2 separate regions of the Drosophila melanogaster genome follow, and region 2 is linked to region 1. Evidence: chromatin contacts called from public Hi-C data. All regions are on one chromosome and are shown on one strand. Each heading gives the region's core, a stretch centred on a gene start, on an enhancer-like site or on the middle of the called end of the contact. The rest is flanking DNA. Distances are from core to core; before and after follow the strand shown.

Region 1 (3,060 bases), core at 513-3,012:
CGCTCTCGTAGTCACAGTAAGTGCGGGTCTCCGGACGAGCACCCGGCTGTACCAATAGGATGGTGTGCGACATGGTGATCTGCAAGGCAAAAATGGAACATTAATGTTATTGGCGGTGATCTATGTACTCAAGCGATATGTATGTATGTATGTTACTAGTGTGCGTTTCATTACATTACGTTTCATCTTCATCACTTACATCCTTTTTTTTAACAAGCGTTTTTTCTATAGCAAAGTCCGAAAGATTCCGAGACTCTCGAAGTTGAAGTTTACTTCGCCAGCTCTGCAAAAATTGTGCATAAATATTTATTAGAAGCATAGAGAGCTGTCAGCAAAAAAAAAAAAGACAAAAAAAAAAGGAAAAGAACAAAAACGAAAGAGATGGAAGAGATATGCTGTTGCCGCATGCAACGCATCGCCCCATCTCGCTCGCGCTCTCGCCGCAACACCAATACACGCGCACCACACATGCTGGCCAGCAGAACGCTCTTTGATTTTCCAATTTGCAACTGGGAAATAGACTAAGATGGCACTTCCAGCATGGAAAACGAGTAATTTGTGTGTGAAGCGAATGTTGGCAATGGAGAAATGCGTACATTTGTACAAGATAATGCACGCTTATGCCGCTTCACTAAAACACAAACATTCGGAAGCGCGAACAGACACGCACACACATGTACAAGGAGTAACGGCCGCCGCGTGTGTGTAACTAACTGTATGCAATCACTTGTTTTTCTTCCTTTTCACCGATTTTTCTCGAATTTTAAATAATTCCCATGTCTCCCGTTTAGTGTTCAACTTACCCGTTCGAACGCCGGACTATATGGACTATGATAATATGCTGATTCAGTAAAGAGATTCGGTAAAATCAGCGCTTGATTCGTTTTTTTTTATTTTGCCAGTTCTATGGGTTTTGAAGAGGAGGCTGAAGCTAGAGATGAGCGCTTCGCTGCGTGCCTCGCCGTGACAAAATAATCGAAAGATATCGATTAATACTAACATCTTTTATTTGATATACATTGTTTAATAATATTTACCAAATTAAATGACAATTGTGATTTTTTATACTTAATTGTATCAATGTATACTTGCATTTCAATTTGTATATGTATTTGATTCCATATTATGTTCATTCACTTTTTTATTGAAAAGCACACTTTATGTATATTACGCCTTTAGGTATAAAGCATGTTTTTCAATGCATATTTTCATTTCATTTGGCGTAATTCATTCCATATTTAGTCTTCAGATTTTTTAAATAAAATTAACTAAAGCTTTTAACATATACTCATCATAGTAATACATTACAATAACTACGGAAATTATTTATTTATTATTTTTATTTTATATATTTATAAAAAAATTATAATTATAATGTCAAATTAAAGTGGATTGCATTATTTATTTAGGTTCATTTTATTTTGTTATTACATATAAATATTAGGTATTACGTTTATTTAAGTTAGAATAAAATTAACGCCCATCAACAAATTATGGTCATTAAAGTCTTTATGAAGTAAACTTAATGTACAATCATTTTCACTTAAAGTGCATATTAAAAAGCATATTTTTACATTTTTTAGTATTGTATTTAATATAAAGTCAAAAGTTACTTTTAATGAAACAAAACTATCGCCCATCGCCAGCTCCGCAGTCTGGCCACTGTTCTCACTGTTCCCAGTGCTGCCAGACAGCGGCAATCGAAGATCCGAGTGCCCACCAGCTGTTTGATCTCAATTGGACCAATTGGAAGAGCGCGGTGTCGCGGGCAGCGCAGTCGAGCGGCGGCAGAGCGATCGGCAAAGAAATCAACAACAAAAAGCAAAATCTCGTCTCAACATTATTTACGTGCTTTTTGTTTTAGTGAAAAGTGAAGGCGCAGCCGCAGCAGCCCGTGTTTCGCGCGTTCCCATTAATTTGTTGTTATTTTCAATTGTGCAAGTGGCGTTCGTGTCTCTCTTTTTTTTTTTTTGTTTTTTCCTGTGTGTTTGTGTGCGTCCTAATTGAAAGAAAATGAAGTGAAAAGAAGCAAACAAATTGGGAAATAGCAACGTAAACAAATCAAATAATGAATGAAGTAGAAGAGCAGCGAAGTTAAATGAAACCCAGGCAGTAAATTGAAAAGCAAAAAAGCCCTGCGAAAATAAGATGATAAAGGCTGTGAAACGGGGAAACCCGTTAAAGTAGCACCGAAAAGGCAATAGTCAAATAAGAAAACACAAAATCCAACCAACGCGACGCACGCGTGTCCAATTTGTCGCCTCTGCTTCGTCTCTCTGCTTCCTCTTCACTGTTCTGCGCACACCGTTGCACGATCATTCATGTGTGGGTGTTGTATCTGTGTTTCTTGTGCATTCTATTTGATTTGTGTTGTTGCTCATCTCTTATCGCTGAAATCTCGAAATCTCAATGTTCTCGGCGACCAATGGCAAAATCAAGGTAAAAAAAAAAACGTCCACTTAATAGTTTTCTTAACTTACCAAATGGTGTCTTGGCTACAGAGAAACTTATGCTTTGAGTTGAAACTGAAATATGTACAATATTACTGTTTCCGTTAGTTTTATTTTAAAATTGATAAGCCATTCTATATTTCTCCTGACTGCGCATTGTTTAAATATTATACTAATTATCGTATCGTATCAATATCTTATCTGATGTTTGCACGAGATTTGTTGCGGTGTATTTGATTTAATATAAAACTATATCAGTAAATGTTTGATATACGTTAAAATACAACAAATATTGTACATTTTTTACAGTTACCTCCGGAAGATGCTGTGCTGGTGACGTCACCGTTGCGCTGCCTCTTCAACGGCCCCTTTCGCGATCTCCACTTCAACGTCACCGATCACCGCATTATTCCCGTCCACGATGTCGTTTTCCTCGACGATTTCGAACGCAACGTGAAGCCTTTGATTTACCGCCCCGTGACGTCAGAGGTCGCTGCCTCTGCCAACGTCGATGAGGAGGCAACGCCGGCAGAGGAGGAGCAGCGCAGCTTCATTCCAATCAGCAGGTGAGTCACATCCAACAAGTGCGACAGAGATGGCAATCAATCGA
Region 2 (3,159 bases), core at 354-2,853, 67 kb after region 1:
TATGCCTCTAAAAATGGCATTCAAAATTATATTTTAAGCTAACATTTATGACGCGTGTGCAAAATTACTGGAAATTACTGCATTATTAATAGTCGCAAGTTTACAAGTGCCGCCCATTATTAAGAGCTTCCGTTCGATGACTCTATCGTTGTCATTATAAAGACCAATTGCTGGTGGTCTATATAAATTTTTAACCAGCCCTAGGCAAATATGTGTGCCACTCCTGTGCAATACAATCGCTTCTTCGCGTTGCATTGTTAGTTCACAAAACTGAATTATTTATTTGGCTTGAGGAAAGGTGCTGAACACATATGCCATATATAGATACATATATGTATATACTACGTAGTAACTGAACACAATAATAAAAATAAAACGAAACGAGGTGAGTGCCAACAGTTTGTGGCAAACCAAATGTGGGGGGGTATGTGAGTATCTCGCCGTGTGTCATGTGCGCCATGTCGGATCGGGTCGTTCGCCTTTATTTGATTTTTACTGTTCCACTGCAAGTCGATTGCCTAATCTCGGGGGCTGCGTTGTGTTGTCGGGCTATCAGAAATATTCGCCCACCGCCCTCAGCGTTATCTGCTCCACCTGAGTGTGCGGTGGCGTGGATAGGGCGTACAGTACAGCCTGAGCGACGTCGTCCGCCTGGAGGATTACCTCGCCCAGCTTGGCCTTCGTTTCGTCCGGAACGATCTCGGTGGCCACCCAGCCGGGATTGATGCTCTGCAGGATTGGAAAATTTATGCAAATATTATTGACTCAATGAGTTATTAAAAAATAATTCTATTAAATTAAATTCGATTTGGGAAAGCGTTTATAACGAGGTTATACTGTACCAAAGCAGCTGTGCTTATCGAAATGCTAGTTTATGTTTGAGCAGGTACTTATTATTTATGGATTTTTACAACTTTTTGCGGAGATCATAGCCGGTAAATGGTTTTCGTTTTGTTATTGATTGCTAACCAATTTGATGTGCCCACAAATTTCTTTTGCTCACCGTGGTCTTAATTTTTGATCCTTGATTGATTAGCTCCTGTCGGCAGATCTCCTGGACGGCAGTCAGGGCAAATTTGCTGGGCGTGTACGCATTTAGGCTCTCATCCGCCGGATCTGGCTTATAACCGGCCACTCCGGCCGTGCTATTCACAAAGATCAGATGTCCAGCCACCTGGCGGCGTCTCATGCTGCTGGCGGCCAATTTGGTGCAGTAAATGCTGCCCATGAGATTCGTCTGTAGTATGTTGTTGATGTCCTTGGTGGGCATATCGATTAGCTGGCCACCCAGCACAATGCCCGCATTATTGATCAGCACATCGATGCCGCCCAGTTCCTTTTCGATCCACTCGAACGCTGTGTCCACCTGCAACTCCTGCGATACATCGCATTTGTGCTGATGGAAGCGCATCCTCTGCTCCGCCGGCAAAGATTGGCGCAGCTGCTCGAGGCGATCGGTGCGTCGGGCCAGGCCAACCACCTGTAGACCGGCTGCCACCAAAAGCCGGGCACAGGCTGCTCCGATTCCGGAACTGGCGCCACTGATAACGGCCACGCGATTCTGCCAACGATCCATCGCTCACGAATTTCGGCGCTCAACTGAGGCCGCAGTACAGCCGATGATCGGGTTATATGCATTCGGTGGAGCTTATCGCAGCGTCGTGATAGCTCTCTCTCTCTCTCTCTTTGTGCACTGAGAGAAATGCCCATGATGATTATGTATTAAATGTATTAAATATGCAGTATGAAGTGTAAGTTAATAGTATAGCAACAAATCTATCTTTTAAGAGTATTCAAAGAACTACTGATGAGTTCTTTTTCTGAGTGTACTTTCAAAGCGTGTAAACGTTGTTGGCATGACGTGTCTTTCGTTCCTTGAAACAGACCATCCGATCAGTGGGACTGCTGACAACAGATGTTGTTTCGGCCTATCAACCCCAATGAATTCAATATGATAACCAATCATTCAAGGCCTTAAGAAATGTGCTTGTTCATATTGCAAAAACTTAAAAACATTGATTTAAAATATATATATATAAAAGTATATGATAATATTATATCGAGATTATGGGAAGATTTCAATGGCTTGTGTAATGGTCTGTTGATAGCTTCTATTTTAAGCACTGCCTTGGGATTCCTTGTTTTTAGGTGCCTGCAGTTTTCATCAGGAGTTTTTTTTTAGCCTCGTTTCATTTTCCCATGCATTTAAGGCCGACCATTAAAGAGGCCAGCACGCAATGCAGTTAAATGGCGCCTCAAGTTATGGCCCACACACACAAACACACACACACACTCACACATGTGCAATACTGCAGCGGCACGTGTGTGTTAGTGAGTGGGTATCTGTGTGTGTGTGACGGGTTTATCGCCCGCACACACGCTTGACATATTTTTGTGCAGCACCGCTGGCTTTTGTTTTTTTTTTTTTTTTTGTTTTTTATGTCCGCTCGTAACATTCAAGAGATGCTTAAATGGCAACAATAAGGCAACAAAAGGGATATCCCCTTTGCTTGGCTCCATTTGCCGCATCCAGTTGCAACATGTTGCAAGTGCCAATGCCCATCAAATCACAACTGTGGCCATTTTGCCAGCACTTTATCATGCAATTACTCACGCAAATGATGACAGAGAAAGGAGCTTTGGCAAAAACAAAACTATGCCATAAAACATGGCACAAAAAAACCCATCGTCTAAGGACATACAAATTGTCCATTCCGCTGGCAATTCTGATTAACCATCCATCTGAGTGGCTCATCAATACAGCATGCACCATTAAATTGATGCCAAGCAATTTGTTTGGATTTTTCCATGCCATACCCATACAATTTGTTACAATTTTTTGTGCCTCACTTGGCTCAATTTAAATCGAAGCGTGCAAATCGTTAGCCGAATGTCTTCACCTTTATCTACCTGATTTTTTGGTGCCTTAAATTTTACGGCATAATTTATTTAAGCAAAATGATTGTTTAAATATGTAAGCTCATCTATAAGATGCCCTCCTAAATCTTCAATTGCATTGCTTCATGTTTAAAATGTGAGCTGTCAAAAGAAGGTTAGAAAAACTAAACAAAAAATAAACTAAATAATAGTAGCTGCACTGGGATAAACCAACAAATTGAATGGACTGAAATTAGACCACTCTTGGCTGGCTTTTCACTA

Evidence for each region. A called contact is a pair of places that touch in the nucleus more often than the background predicts.
Region 2: a Hi-C map of the Kc167 cell line shows a contact between it and region 1, with 2.8 times the contacts expected there. The contact joins the promoter of CG10962 here to the promoter of rdgA in region 1. A contact is called at or near these places in 1 of 1 datasets of contacts at CTCF or cohesin (the Kc167 cell line), 15 of 107 Hi-C or Micro-C datasets (the Kc167 cell line, the Ras3 cell line, the S2 cell line and 6 more) and 3 of 6 datasets of contacts at active chromatin or transcription factors (all in the Kc167 cell line).

Annotation. Positions count from the first base shown.
Region 1 is chrX:8,905,306-8,908,365 of dm6, forward strand. It overlaps rdgA (retinal degeneration A), which reads left to right and starts at 1,763. Exons shown (of 18, transcript NM_001201635.1): 1 at 1,763-2,439; 2 at 2,760-3,016. The coding sequence starts at 2,410. It overlaps e(r) (enhancer of rudimentary), which reads right to left and starts at 943. Exons shown (of 2, transcript NM_167171.2): 1 at 804-943; 2 at 1-79. The coding sequence starts at 73.
Region 2 is chrX:8,972,652-8,975,810 of dm6, forward strand. CG10962 reads right to left here and starts at 1,604. Exons shown (of 2, transcript NM_176714.3): 1 at 1,004-1,604; 2 at 257-729. The coding sequence starts at 1,576. The coding sequence ends at 553. All of the region lies in intron 3 of rdgA (retinal degeneration A), which reads left to right. It overlaps lncRNA:CR43836 (long non-coding RNA:CR43836), which reads right to left. Exons shown (of 4, transcript NR_073642.2): 4 at 257-729.